Linked DNA regions of Mus musculus: regions 2, 3, 4 and 5 are each linked to region 1. Evidence: chromatin contacts called from public HiChIP or PLAC-seq and promoter capture Hi-C data. All regions are on one chromosome and are shown on one strand. The core of a region is the stretch at or near the end of the contact, and the rest is flanking DNA. Distances in the headings are between cores, read along the strand shown.

Region 1 (2,677 bases), core at 47-2,546:
TCTCTCTCCTACACACACACAAACACACACACACAAACACACACAAACTAGAAATAACTTTTCGGGTTGGAATAAATTATAAACATTGGTATATGTTTAATTTAAATACGCTAACAAGGAAGATATAGTATACTGATTTTTAAGAAAAATAATTCATAAATCATAGCCAATGTAAAAGTCCATTCTTAAATGCCTTAAATTATCTGCAGTTTCTTTAAGTTACCACAATTCTTAGAACGAAAACAATGAGGTATTTATGTTATTTCAGTAAATGGCAGCATAAAAAACGATCTATTTTAAACGATAAGCATAGCAGTCCACTTAAGAGCTGTTTTTTAACTAGACAATTTGGTTTTGCATGAAAATTGCAACTAAGTTTAATTATTACAATCCGAAGGGTAATAGCTCACACCTCCTTAAATAAAGAAGGTAAGCTTCTACAAGAGTCAGGTATAGAATATTTAAATCAGATCAATTGTATGATAGTAAGGATAAGCAGAATGTAGCCACGACCACCTATGATGATGACTGAAAATTTGCAATATACAACAAAACAAGCAATAACGTTGAAATAAATGGGTAAGTTTTCAGCATAAGGTCCTGGACAGTTTATCCAAAACACGAAGGTCAGTAAGTTTTTACTCCACTCCGTATTACCCATCTCTTCATATTAAAAGTGAAAACATTTAACAGCCTGCTTCTAGTGTTTCTATATATTTGTATAAAATTTATTTTTATCCTAGTTGGACTATCATTAAATCCTTCCAAAGGCAGAAAAGATGTATGATTCTTTCAATTTAAATACATTCTCATTCTAAACGGTCCGTGAGCTGGTTCTTTATGTTTTCCTGAATCCAAGTTGAGGATGATCTTCCAAGCCGAGTACTGCATGAAAGTCAATGTCATCTAAGGTCTATTTCCTCCATTTTCCCATCATGCCACTTTTTAAGGCAATACCTTTAATTTCTCCTAGGTGTTCACTGCATGCATTTTCTATTAAGTCCCACACACTGATAATGCACAATCGTTCGCATTACAACAGTCAGGAACTTCATGCATTGGCATTACTATAGCCAGGAAGTTTATGAGAGGTGTACATTCATTAAGTCATCCGTTCTCAGGATCTGCTGCCATTAGGCACCTAAAGGCTGAAACTCAATCCACTGCTAAGGTAATAAGAGGGGCTTCTCCTCTGCACACAGACACCACGGGAAGGCAAAGGTTAGAACTTTGCGACACAAGATTCTTCTCGCTTTGGAATCTCAGACCAGCCAGGTTCTGGAGGGTTTCCTTAGTGGTGCGGGGCCTCGAAGTCAAGGGAGCCCCTAGGGGATCGACCTCTTGCCTCCCATGTGTACCCAAGCTGGGTCCCAAGCTAGCACACCTCCCGCACATCACCCGAGCGGAAGTGGCGCGTCCGTCGGTCCGTCCTTCCGGCCTGCCGTCTGCCAACTTCCGGCGGCGGGTGGGCGCGCGCCAGGTAACGACCTTCTGCGCCGAGGCTCGGCCGTCGGCGGCGTGTGGATGGAGGCCTTGGCCCCGGGCCGGGCTCCGCGGGGCCGGCGGCGGGCCGGGGCCTCGGGCTCCGTGCTCTCGCCGCTGTCGCTGGCCGCCGTCCTGCTCTGCGCCTTGCTGCGGGCGCCCCCTGCAGGTGAGGCTCGGCGCCGCATGGCGGGAGCTCTGGCTGCCGCGGCTCCTCACGAGAATTGCGTTGGCCCCGTGTCACGTGACTCCGACTACACAAGGACACCCTCTCTGGCAGGGACAGCCCCAGTGAGCCTAGTTTTGTGTAGGAATCTTGAAAACTACATTTGCATAGAAAAGACCTCTGTGGGCTCGTGAAGGAGGCCCTGCTCCAAGAGATTATCCGAACTTTAAAAGTGCCTTAATAAAACTTCAGTTCGTGGGTCATTGCCAGCCGTGTGTTTCAGAGCGAGTCTATGTAGCTCTGTATAGTACTGAATTTGTGCTGTGAACCTAGTGAGCTTTTAGACCATCCTTGATAGTGCAGCGCCCTCTGTTGGTTCTGGATGTAAAATGCAGGGTGTAGTTGGAAACACGTATCCTAGTTTCAAAAATATATATCGGAGAAAGAAATGAGCGCTTACTAGATTGGCTTTTTAGCTAGCAAGGTTTGGTCTCTCTCCCTCTCCCTCTCTTTATGTTGAAATTGTAGACTTACTAGCAATAATCTGTGTCCCATAGATCCTAAATGTACTAAAGGTACATTTGTCAGAGTTAAAGTTTATTCAAATAAGAGAACTATAAAGTAACCAAGGATACAGATGTAGAAGAAGTGTGAAGAAAGGGATACTGTGGTTAAAGGAAAGAAATGGGGCATGCTTACTAGTTTTTTATTTTTTTTTTAACTTGACACAATCTGTAGTTACCAGGGAATAGGAAACCTCAATTGAAGATTTGACTATCAGATTGACGTATGAGCGGTCTGTGGGGGTATTTTTCTTAATTGCTTTTGATGTGGGAGGGGCCGGTCCTCTGGGAGGTGGTGTCATCCCTGGGCAGGTGGTCCCAGGCAATGTCAGAAAGCAGGCTGAGCAAGCCAGAGGAAGCTAGTCGGTAAGCACTATTCCCCCGTGCTTCCGCTTAGCCTGCTGCCTCCAAGTCTGGGTTTGAGTCCTGGATGCCTTTGCTTTCCTGGATCGGAAAGAGAGGCCCC
Region 2 (2,677 bases), core at 131-2,630, 500 kb before region 1:
AGTGACCAGCAAGGGGAAGGGCTTATTTTTTGAATATTGATGATTCAAAAAAAAAAAAAAAGCCTCTGACTTTGCTAGAAACCAGAAATCATTTTCCTAGGAAAATTGATTTGCGAATTCTTACTTGATGGTTCAGCTTTAAATTTCATTAGAAAATGGGAAGGTCGCCAGCTAGTGAACTTTTTACCTGATTAGCTTCTGTCCTAGTTAGCTTCAGCTGTCAGATTGACACAGCCCAGAGTCATCTGAACAAGGCTCAGTTCAGAGATTGCCCAGATCAGATTGGCCTGTGGCCATGTCTGTGTGAGACTGTCCTGACTGATGTAGAAGGCCCAGCCCACGCCTAGGCAACCCCATGCAGAGGTAAGCGAGTCTTAGCTATATAAGGGAAGCTGGCTGTGTGAATTTTCCTGTTGTTCCCATACTGAACCCTTGCCTGACTTTCCACAGTGATAGGCTGGGACCTAGACATTATAAGTCAAGTAGCCCTTTCCCACCAAGTTGCTTTTGGTCAGTGTTCTATCTCAGCATCAGAAAACAGGCTAGCATCCCTTTTGCGATGGCTTGGCTTGCCAACTCAAGCAGCACTCTTCCCTGTGTTTGCATCCACAGTTCACCTTGTAGGGAAAGCAGCTTGTTACACCCACAACACGAAAATGTCTGCTCTTCATAGCTGCAGCCTGTACATTACTCACACAAAAGTGAAATCTGAAATGCTTCAGACTCCAACATGAGGCCACAAGTAGAAGACTCCACCTTTGCTACTTCATTAAACTATTAACGTATTAAAATTATTGTTTTATTATACAAAAGAACCGTCACCCTAAGGATTAGTCCACTCTTGAAACATAAACTTTAGGTTTAGACTTGGTTTCCTCCCCAGTTAACCTCATTGGGTAAATGCAGATAGTCCCCAGACTGAAGAAACTTAAAATCACAAACATTTAAGGTAGGCCACACTTGATCTATGAGCAACTGAGAGGGTGGATTTTCCCCCCACACTCCATACCTCTGATGGTCCTACTGGTTTAGAACAGAGGTGTCTCATGAAATTATAAAGTTGAAAGCTTTTTGTCTTAGCTGAGGGTATTCCATACAACTGGAAAATGTTCACCGACACTACCAAGCCTTAAATCTTAGCCTCTTCACTCTCGTAGCAGGCATTAGTCTGAGTATAAAACTGCCTTCCTTGCCGGCTGAGCTGCCTTGTTCACGTCTGTGCCTGTGCTTTTTGCCCAGCATGGCACCTCCCTCCTCCCTCTTTCATGTCTGGGTACTTGTCTCCCAGACATTCACCTCACTCTCTTAGCTAGGCTGAGTGAGTCAGGACAAACATAAAAACGATAAAGACTCCCTGGAGGGAAGCGAGTGAGGGTATTTTGAGTGTCTTCAGCAGGGAAATGGGGTAAACACCCTCCTCTCCTGTGACCACGAGTGCCAAGTTGCTACATTTCTAGGAAAGAGAGTACAGATGTTGACCTCATCTGGAAAGGTTAATAATTACATGCCTTCAGATTCTCTAGAGAACTACATGCAAATGACTACTTGTTTATCTTTCACCTTACCTCAAAGTAGTTTCCTTCTTGTAATTGTATCCGCAGACATTCCGTGCTAAATCAAAGCAGTAGGTTCCTAACGGTTTTATAGTATTCTGGCATCTTGGATTCATTTATATGTGCAGTTCATTCCTGGGCTTTTATCCCTGAAAGTGTTTCTGTTCACACCGTCCCCACTTTCCCCACCAAGCCCTGGAAGGGAACCAGATCAGCGGCAGCAATATCATAAATATTTGAAAGGGGAAGCGACAGTTTTTCCTTTTTCATTTAACTCTGGAATATAAATATGAATTCTGAGCATTGAGTCACAACAAAACAGTGTTTTAACAAGCTTGCCACCACTGCAGCAAAATAGATCTGAGGCACCAACCCGTAAGGATAAAAAGGTTCTTTTGACTCAGAGTTATAAAGGGCCCTCCTTGGAGTGGGGGTGCTGCTGTCAAGTGAGGCACAGAGAGGAAGAGCTCAATGCCACAATGTCTCCTTGACAGGCAGGCCCACAGGGGCTGCCCACAGGGGCCCACAGGGGCTGAAGAACCACCCAAAGCTCCCACTCTTCCAAACTTCACCAGGCTAGGGACCAAGTCCCGGACACATGGACCTTTGCAGACACTCAGCTCAAACTGTAATAGTAAGACAGTAGGCACTTTCTCTCTGTTTTTGGTTTCTAAACATGCTCCCCAGTAAAAGGAATAAAGTTTTTTAAATAGTAAAGGCAAGGTATAACGAGGATGGAGGAGGCCGCTGGAAGAGCAGAAAAAGGAAGGAAGATGGAGATCAGGAAGCCTTGAGTGTGTGGTCCCAATAGACATCTCCAGGAGTGGGGCACAGCAGACCTGGTGACCCAAAGGGATCTCAGCATCTCTTCAGTGGTATTGCCTGCCCTGAACCAGGTCCTGGATATGTTCTACTGAACAGCCAGAGCTCTTCAGGACTTTTTAGACCATAGAAAAGTCCCAGGAAATAAAGACCTACAGAGTAAGAGACCTAATGGGGTACAGCTCTGTCCAAGCGGGGCCCATGAATTAGACAGTCATGTGGGCCACTGAGAATTCCCTGCTGTTGATCATTGAACTAGAGTTATATAAGAATGTTTCCAGTTTAAAAAAAATCACATAGTC
Region 3 (2,677 bases), core at 66-2,565, 480 kb before region 1:
TTTAGTTTGATGTGAATAGGAAGTGAAAGGCTACATGGCAATGAAGCAGGAAACATTGTTAGGGCACACAAAGGAAATAACATTAATTGGACTATACATGTATCTTTAAAGCCCAGTCAACTAAAATAAAAGGGAAATGAAAGAAGGGAACTCTATAGACAGCTGGTACATAAATGGCTAATGGCTTAACAACTTAAAGAGGGTGTGTGAATACAACTACCACCATGTAGGGCCTTATAGTCTTAAGTACAAAGTGTGAATTTGTAGTCTTTAAAAACAATAAATGTGAAAACAGTCTACTTCCTTAGTAACTGAGATTTTAAAAAATGCGTTAAAAATCCAATGCAAATAAAGTATAATTTTATACCTACTTATAGAAACGATCTATTTAAAATAATTCATAGGTCAAGGAGAGAAGGCAAAAGAAAATCAGAAGATATGTCAGTTGAGTTATAAAAGTACCACAGATTGAAATTACAGCAGAATTTCGGAGACAAATTTTTAATGTTGAGTACGTGTTTTAAAAGAAAAAAGAAATACAGCTTCAAGTCAGTGAACTAAGTGTCTTGAAAACAGCATTCAAGCCAAGTAACAAGGAAGGGACATGGCAAGAGAACGGGAAATTGAAGAGTATTATACTCCCAAACTTGTATAGTCCCAGATGGAAAGGCCCTTCTCCAAAGTACTTGGCACCAGGCACACTTTGGCTTTTGCTGACCCAGGAATGTTTGTCTAAACATGAGATACATTTGTTTCATGCATATATCTTGCACATGGCCTGGAGTAATTTTACACACTTGCCTAGGTTTTAACACAGGCCTATCATTCAATCCTAAAATCAAATTTGGGGTTTTCTACTTGAGATGCTGTATTGTTACTTAAAAGAGTACATATTTTAGAGTTTCTTAGTTGGAGTGTCACTCTAGATCCCCACCCCCACCCCCACCCCCCATTAATGAGCTACGGTTACAAATTCAGCAAAGCTCTTATGCATTATTACAGTGAAAGGGAAAATAGGTGTGAGTTAACGGCCTGAATGTAATCCAGAAGAGAGGAGTCAGGTGTATGTATATATAGAATTATACACACACACACACACACACTACTTGAACCTACTGACAAAAATGTATGATAGTTTACCCAAAGCTTTACTGACCAGGGAAGCTCACCCAAGTCTTAGGGTAGACCCCAATTTCCATGCATTGTTGGCCATATAGGCCCATCGTTTATGTGGCTGGCCTTAGTCCCTAGCATGGCCCCAGAGGCAGCATGAGTCACATTCTTAACATAGACTTTGTGGTCTGGCCTAGGGCCCCAGTTAAGCACGTATTATCAGTCTGGCCATTCTTATGACTCAGAGGCCACTGCTCTCCAGTGGGTAGCCCAGCACAGCAACATGCATCTTTAACTTACTAAAAAGCCATGTTACTTGATCCCTTCACCACAGTCAGGCTGACATAAGAGTTTTCTCCGTGCCCTATCTGAAATGTTCATGTTGTGGATAATCATTCTCTGCATAGTTAAATCCCTAAGACAACCTTTTGCTGTGCTTTGTATTTTCAGATTTTATTTTAATCATCTGTATATTTGCACTATAAATTTTCCCCTGAACATGTATTCTTTTCTGGAACTAGATGAACTCAAGCTATAATATGAACCCTAGAAACTCTTGGTCCTGCCTACATTATTGAACGAACAGCTCACTAGTAGCAGTAATTTCTCACTATCCTTTGTCTTGTGGCTCTCATTTATGTAAAAATGTCAACCATTTTTGTTTTGATTTTTTTTTCTGTTTTTTAGCAGTTTTCTCGTGATGTGTCTGATTTATATATTCTTGACTCTATAGTTTGGTATCTTCTCAGCAATCAGAAGGAATTCTTGGTGATTTTCACTTCAAACACTTGTCTTAGCTTGTCCTCTCTCTTCTCCTCTCCCAGGAGAAGACTTACACTCATAGTTTTGTCATGTTGTACATGTTTGTACTTTAGGGAGGAGTGTTCCTATAGGACCAAAAGCTACAAGAAAGCTTGTGTCTCATGAAGGAAGGTCAAGAGGATGGTGTACCCACTTCATGACTTTATTTCCTCTTCTTGGTGCCTGCTCGCTTGCTATCATAATTTTCTAATTTGGTGTTCTGAATCAATGGTTTGAGGGCTGTTTAAAGTATATGAAACCTCTGTCCTCTGGAGATCAGCTTTAGAACTGGCTGTGTGCACCAGGTTCTCAATGCTTATTCTTGTCACTTTGAATCACTTGCTTCCTTCCTTTGTGTTTCTGTGCCATTATCTGTAAAGTGGGGCTGATGATAGTGTATCGATCATTAAAATAGGTAGTAACTATTTGACTCATACAGAACTCAGGAAAGGCAATTATTCTTGACCTTGGTATTATGAACTGTGTTGTTGCCCTGTTTGTTTCCCTCTCCCTTCAGCTCCCCTCTCTCCCAAGATAGAAGTTCTGAGGCAGAACTGAACAGATGTGCACCATCTTCAGCCTGTTACACTCCTGGGGGGTGGGGTGGGGGACCTTTGACAGAGTACTTGGCTCTTGTGTATCAGCACTGCCCTCCCAGCTGTGGGGTTTGCTGTGGGCTGGGGCTGGGGGAGCCCTCGGGTGCTGGTACTGACCCTAGTCTTTCCTCTTCAGTACGGAATGCTCCTGTACCAAAACTATCGCA
Region 4 (2,677 bases), core at 119-2,618, 300 kb before region 1:
CCAAGGAAAGAACACTACATATTTTGGGAGAAAAGTAATATCAAAGAAAAGAAAGTCAGGTTGTACTTGGCACCCACATAATTCAACAAAGAAAAATCTGCCAATGTCAGAGAAGGAAGAGTGGCCAGAGGCTACGTACTCCTGGGGTTACTGTAGAGAGGTGACAGGTGACATCCTCAAACTCAAAGCAGAGATGGAGATGGAATGTCTACAAGGGTGCTTGAATGTAAAGTGTATTCAATGAAGGGATTGATCAAAATAAACGAAAATGAGCCTAAGAGACCAGGGTCTGATTCTGTAACCTGTTAAAATATATAGTGATGAATATCTAAATTATATAAGAATAATGATTTCTGCATAGAATATGAATAGAAATGTACAATGTAAAAATAAAAGCAATAAAAATGATTGTTTTTAAAGTAATTTTTAGAATAATTTTTTTTCCCTGATAGTCATCCTTTTAAAAAAGTCAAGTCCTGTTGGGAATGACTGTGCATTGAGGAGCCTTTATCTCCTAGGACATGTTGAATATGCTGTGGCCACTGTGAACTGATTTTCAATCAATACACGGGAAGAGGGGAAGCCAGGCAACACCTCCAGCCCAGGGAAGAGCAGCTGCAATCTTTCTGAGGTGGCGCATTCAGGAACTTAAAGGCCTTTCCTCCACATCTCTATTTGTAGTCCACCTATTATTAATCCTGTCCACTGAAATATATATGGCAGGAAGATATTTACAATGATGTTCTTCTAATTTAATACTGGTAATTTCTGGATGTTGCATTTGGTTTTCTGAAAAAACATGAAATAGTTCTATCAAAACTCTTACTATCTATTTATCTATCATCTCAAGTACACAAAACGATATCATCCTAAATGTGGGGAGCAGCCTTTGAGGTCCAATTCTCTTCATTTTAGGGAGAAAACTGTGACACAGTAGGAAGGGTGGACAGGAATGTCGTCATGTAGCACTGAGAGGAAGGCAGACACGAGAGCAGGAAGAGGCACTGGTTAGTGTGTGAACTGCCAACCACCTCTGGGGGACACCAACAGAGCACAGCTGCTGGGAGCCCTTCCTTGCACACTTCACTTCTGCTATCCTGGTCCTCCTGTTCCCACAAGGCCACTTCCTCTTGTGTTTAACCTCTCCCCTGGAGATCGCTTTCCCCTCTCAGCATTGCTTCACTAGTTTTGTAGATCCCTTTCACATAGAGCGTGTGAATCAAGACAATGCCCATTCACCCAGGAGAGCCATGACAAAGTTTCAGATGCTCTGTTTGGCTGGAAGTCTCCTGAAGCTTCAGGGCACTGCCGATGCTCATTACTAAGGCATGTGGCACTCTTCAGGTTCCTAATTGGAAAGAGGAAGTCACACCCTGCCTCCTGAGGTCAGTTACTCTTCACAACCCTTGAACACATTTGCTGCTTCATCTCTGCCAGTCTCCCAGATAGTTCATCATGGTCCCTGTCTTCTGTGCACTCCTCAGGGAGAAGATAGGGCCCTGCACCTCATACTTTCTAAAGCCCCAGCCATCCAAGAGCTGGCTCCTTGACCAAGATTGCCTCTTTCTTTGATCAGGATATGAAGTCTCCTTCATTCTTTTGGTTCAAAAGCTCATACACAGAGAGACAAGTCTATGAACAATATTTCTAATAAGTGGTTTCTGTTTTGTTTTCTAGTGGTCTTTCTTCCCCTCCTTCTTATCAACTCCTAGAACCTGACCTCTGTCTTTCTGCCTCAGTGTAGGTGCTCTGTAAAGGTGTGTGTGTGTCACCAACGTTTTTTTTTTTTTTTTTAAAGATTTATTTATTTATTATATGTAAGTACACTGTAGCTGTCTTCAGACGCACCAGAAGAGGGCATCAGATCTCATTACGGGTGGTTGTGAGCCACCATGTGGTTGCTGGGATTTGAACTCCAGACCTTCGGAAGAGCAGTCGGGTGCTCTTACCCACTGAGCCATCTCACCAGCCCCCGTCACCAACGTTTTATTTGCACATCCTTTGTAGCACAGCTTCCATGGGGTAGCCTTACCAGGGTAGCATTCTTAAAAGCAATTACATCAAACCCTGAACTCTTATTTTCCAGACGTGGCTTTGTCTTTTCTGCAAATGGCACACTAAGCAAGGGAAGTCACAGTTTCCTTCACCAGCCCTACCGTGACCTCCATTCCTTCTACACCAAAGCATTCTTTCAATTACTCCCCATTCTCCTGCCATCTCCCATGTCCAGATAATTTTGACCCATGTCATCTTTATGTGCTCAGCTTCTGCTCCCATTGGGAGCATACCCCTGCTTTCTCTGTGATTCCAAATGAGATGATGCTGCCCAGTTTGGCCCTCAATGACCAGTACTGTTATAGTCAGAGCATCATGGGACAGCTTTACTCACTGCTTTCCAGTGAGTACTTGCGCAAAGCTGGGAAATACCCACTAGTCCTGCTCTAGATCCCAACACCAGCAAAGTAATTTTCCTTGTCTGCCTAGACTCCATGACCCCTTCACTGTATGGCATGCTGCTGAGGTCCTGCCCCTTTCTCAAAGTCCACCTCAGCTTCTCAAACACCTTATTTTTTCTTTCTTGGACATAAGGTTTCTTTTCTTGACAATGATAGTAGCTGATCTTCCTACTGAGGGCTTCTAAAATTTTTTTATATCTGTGGGGGCATTTTATGCTTCC
Region 5 (2,677 bases), core at 47-2,546, 260 kb before region 1:
GCTTAGAGCCAGGATTACTCAGGCAAGGCAACTTATTTTTGGTGGACCGCAGGACCTGTGGGTTAACAAACGTAAGCATGGCTCCTGTCCCTAGGGTCCTAACCATCTGAAACCTGAGCAGAATTGAAAGGGTCAGGTCAATACTCTGGTTACATGGGAGGCCAGGGAAGGGCACGCTGAAGGGGTGGGTACATGAATGTAGATGTGTGGGCATGGCTCAGTTGTATACCACATGCCAGTCATGTGCTGGTCTCACTCAACATCATTACCAACAACAACGTGTGCAAGTACACACACACACACACACACACACACACACACACAGACACCCCCACCTCCCACCCCCACACACACATCTTTAAAGACTGTCGGGGCAGGAGGTATCAAGCACAGTCAATGAAAATTCTTTACACACAGTGGTTCAAGTCCACTGGAAATAGGATGGAGCAAGTTTAGAAGCTTTGGTCTTAACCACCATGTCCACCTCTGTGACATACTAAAGAGACTCTGTGGTACATAGGGAGACGAGAGCTTGTGTGTCAGACATGGCACAACAGTGCTGGGGTGACGAGCTCCATGAGTGGCCATGGCACCAGACACCAGGGGAACAGCCAGCCCTGTCCACAGATCTGTGCACAGATAGCTTAGAACGGATGGCAGCTATGTGCAAAATGCATAGATGCCAGGTGGGGCAAGAGTGTGACGCTGGCTTCCATAGCCATGCTACTGGGAGAGTAGATGTGGAACAAGCACAGAACAACCTGAGATTAAAAACAGGAAATGGGTGAACTGAGTGCCCCTTCTGGGAAATGATGAAATGAAATGGGTTTCAACCTTAAGGTGTAACCATGAAAGGCTGAGTTCAATCAAGGTTGCTAAGCTGTATGCAGGGACATCCTTTTAAAAAGCAAAATCCTTGTTGTTACTACAGTTCAACCCACTCCTTCAGTATCTTAAGAATACAGTGCTGAAGTCCTCAAAGAGTTCACCACATCACAAAAAGGGTACAACTCCTGAACAGCTGCAGAGTGGCGGATCATTCAGGGTTCCTCAGCCTGAACTCGCAGAGTTCATTACTAGGCACTATCTATGATGTTATAGAGAGGTGTTAACACACATAGATTAATTGAACAATTGGGAATCAGAGAGAATGACTTAGTCCAAAAGCAGTGTTTTCATTTACAAAGCAGGTTTGAGAGCTGAAATTGTGTCAAACGACTATCACTCTGTGTTTTGCACCCCCGGCTCCAGGCCAGCTGCCTGTGGCACCACCTGTGACTCACTTGCACCCAGCACTTGTAGATGAAGGCCAGAGACAAGCCCATCCAGCAAGGCTTTCCTACAGACCGACAGCAGGGCAGTTGTACAAATCATACCCAAGATCTACATTTATGAGTAACCCATGCAAATGAGAGGGATTGAAAGAAAAGAAATGATGGGAAGTCTAACAGCATAAGTATTTTCACACTTCGGTGACACATTTCTAACGGTCAGGAGTGAGCAGAGCTCTCTGTGGGCAAGGTTAGCACCTCTCGGCAACGTTGAGCAGCATTCAGTTGCTGAGGGTCTGTAGTGCAGCTGCAGGGCCCCTCACAGCACACACTCTTTAAAGAGCAGGGTAGAGAGTGGGAGCGGCTTTTGCTTTGGCACACTAGATTTCTAGGAGGGTGCTAACCATAGCTTGCAAAGCTACGGCAGCAGCCAGAGGGTCTGGACCAGTGGTGATGAGGAAAGTTCGTAGGTCTTTGCACTACCGGTAGCAGGGATCAGACTTGAAGCTCAAGGAGACAAAGTACAGAATACATCATGTCTCCACCTGGCCAAGTATCCCAGGGTGTCAGCCCTGAGTTCTGAGACTGAGGCCACAGCACAGTTACTCAGGAACCATCTCCAAGTCCACCCCAGGGCAGCCATGCTCTACATGACATGCTCCCTGTAGCTGATGAAGTATTTCTCATTGGGGAATCATTTTGCCTTTTCAAATTGGCTTTTTTATTTCATATTGATTCTTCCAACCCTATGGCTCTCTGAATACCTTTATAAACTGAAACACACAGGCCTTCTTGCTTTGAGAGTCTTGACTCAAATTGTACCTGGATGGTCCTCAAATGTCCCTTGCTTATTTTCAATCAATGCCATAACATACCCACTCTTCATTGTTTTCACAGGAGTGGGGATTGAACCCAGGGCCTTGCACAAGCTAGATGGGTACTCTACCACTGAGTCATACCTTTATCCATTCAAGATGTTAACATGTAAGAATCAGGAATTTCAGTGTGACAGTTTCTCTACTCCTTTTCAAGACAGGGTCTTGCTGTGTAGCCCCAGCTGCTTTGAAATCACAATCCTCCTGCCTCAGCCTAGCCACAAGTGGTTTTAATAAGGATGAGTCATGCTCTCAGCTTTCTTGGAAAAGGCTGTGACAGAACAAATGCTTTAGACTAGGGATCACTTGATCATGAGAAAGCCACCCAAGTCACTCTCAACATTACATATCCTGGGTGCCTGTTCATACCTGTTGAAGACTATCCCTGACTCAAGCCTTCCTTCAATGGCCTTCAGTCACTCCCAAGCCAAAGCCGGCAAGCCAGTTTCCACCATATTTGAAGACACATAATATGTCATCTAAAGACCTACATATGTCTCCTCAAAACTGATTTCTCTCCTTGCTTGTTGT

The links. Promoter capture Hi-C pulls out the DNA fragments that hold promoters and counts their contacts. HiChIP or PLAC-seq counts read pairs in DNA pulled down with a chosen protein or histone mark.
Region 2: a contact with region 1 is called in a promoter capture Hi-C map of pre-B cells. The contact joins the enhancer-like site here to the promoter of Zpbp in region 1. A contact is called at or near these places in 6 of 39 promoter capture datasets (the C10 cell line, the HPC-7 cell line, embryonic stem cells and 3 more), 1 of 15 datasets of contacts at CTCF or cohesin (large pre-B cells), 16 of 484 Hi-C or Micro-C datasets (the CH12 cell line, the G1E-ER4 cell line, LSK cells and 11 more), 8 of 115 datasets of contacts at active chromatin or transcription factors (the 230-238 cell line, T-cell acute lymphoblastic leukemia, bone marrow-derived macrophages and 3 more) and 3 of 9 other capture datasets (adipose tissue, liver and pancreatic islet).
Region 3: an H3K4me3 HiChIP or PLAC-seq map of bone marrow-derived macrophages shows a contact between it and region 1, with 6 times the contacts expected there. The contact joins the enhancer-like site here to the promoter of Zpbp in region 1. A contact is called at or near these places in 5 of 39 promoter capture datasets (the C10 cell line, HPC-7-derived erythroid cells, epiblast stem cells and 2 more), 1 of 15 datasets of contacts at CTCF or cohesin (large pre-B cells), 3 of 115 datasets of contacts at active chromatin or transcription factors (the 230-238 cell line, T-cell acute lymphoblastic leukemia and bone marrow-derived macrophages) and 3 of 9 other capture datasets (adipose tissue, liver and pancreatic islet).
Region 4: a promoter capture Hi-C map of hematopoietic stem and progenitor cells shows a contact between it and region 1, with 6 times the contacts expected there. The contact joins the enhancer-like site here to the promoter of Zpbp in region 1. A contact is called at or near these places in 16 of 39 promoter capture datasets (the C10 cell line, the HPC-7 cell line, cranial neural crest and 9 more), 3 of 15 datasets of contacts at CTCF or cohesin (CD8 T cells, the NIH/3T3 cell line and large pre-B cells), 6 of 484 Hi-C or Micro-C datasets (DN3 thymocytes, bone marrow-derived macrophages, conventional dendritic cells and 3 more), 18 of 115 datasets of contacts at active chromatin or transcription factors (the 230-238 cell line, CD8 T cells, the HPC-7 cell line and 12 more) and 4 of 9 other capture datasets (adipose tissue, liver, macrophages and 1 more).
Region 5: an H3K4me3 HiChIP or PLAC-seq map of the SCID.adh cell line shows a contact between it and region 1, with 12 read pairs. The contact joins the enhancer-like site here to the promoter of Zpbp in region 1. A contact is called at or near these places in 25 of 39 promoter capture datasets (the 3T3-L1 cell line, 3T3-L1-derived adipocytes, the C10 cell line and 15 more), 1 of 15 datasets of contacts at CTCF or cohesin (CD8 T cells), 10 of 484 Hi-C or Micro-C datasets (the G1E-ER4 cell line, LSK cells, adipose-derived mesenchymal stem cells and 6 more), 12 of 115 datasets of contacts at active chromatin or transcription factors (the 230-238 cell line, CD8 T cells, the HPC-7 cell line and 7 more) and 4 of 9 other capture datasets (adipose tissue, embryonic stem cells, liver and 1 more).

The regions. Positions count from the first base shown.
Region 1 is chr11:11,461,038-11,463,714 of GRCm38.p6, reverse strand. Zpbp (zona pellucida binding protein) reads left to right here and starts at 1,296. Exons shown (of 8, transcript NM_015785.2): 1 at 1,296-1,651. The coding sequence starts at 1,351.
Region 2 is chr11:11,959,769-11,962,445 of GRCm38.p6, reverse strand. The region is part of intron 4 of Grb10 (growth factor receptor bound protein 10); the gene reads left to right. It overlaps LOC102631979 (a long non-coding RNA gene), which reads left to right. Exons shown (of 2, transcript XR_381046.3): 2 at 1-2,677. Among named protein-coding and RNA genes, the nearest start is that of Ddc, 63 kb to the right of the region's middle. RefSeq lists an enhancer at 1-590. Within about 2 kb of position 1,380, at least 77 of the 459 cell types and tissues checked have an H3K27ac peak or open chromatin away from gene starts, as enhancers often do. A contact at or near this core is called in the 230-238 cell line, the CH12 cell line, the G1E-ER4 cell line and 5 more, where this site is marked.
Region 3 is chr11:11,938,454-11,941,130 of GRCm38.p6, reverse strand. Grb10 (growth factor receptor bound protein 10) reads left to right here. Exons shown (of 17, transcript NM_010345.4): 12 at 2,647-2,677. Among named protein-coding and RNA genes, the nearest start is that of Ddc, 42 kb to the right of the region's middle. Within about 2 kb of position 1,315, at least 58 of the 459 cell types and tissues checked have an H3K27ac peak or open chromatin away from gene starts, as enhancers often do. A contact at or near this core is called in the 230-238 cell line and bone marrow-derived macrophages, where this site is marked.
Region 4 is chr11:11,761,967-11,764,643 of GRCm38.p6, reverse strand. All of the region lies in intron 7 of Ikzf1 (IKAROS family zinc finger 1), which reads right to left. Among named protein-coding and RNA genes, the nearest start is that of Fignl1, 46 kb to the left of the region's middle. Within about 2 kb of position 1,368, at least 62 of the 459 cell types and tissues checked have an H3K27ac peak or open chromatin away from gene starts, as enhancers often do. A contact at or near this core is called in CD8 T cells, the HPC-7 cell line, the SCID.adh cell line and 8 more, where this site is marked.
Region 5 is chr11:11,724,385-11,727,061 of GRCm38.p6, reverse strand. All of the region lies in intron 3 of Ikzf1 (IKAROS family zinc finger 1), which reads right to left. Among named protein-coding and RNA genes, the nearest start is that of Ikzf1, 40 kb to the right of the region's middle. Within about 2 kb of position 1,296, at least 45 of the 459 cell types and tissues checked have an H3K27ac peak or open chromatin away from gene starts, as enhancers often do. A contact at or near this core is called in CD8 T cells, the G1E-ER4 cell line, the SCID.adh cell line and 2 more, where this site is marked.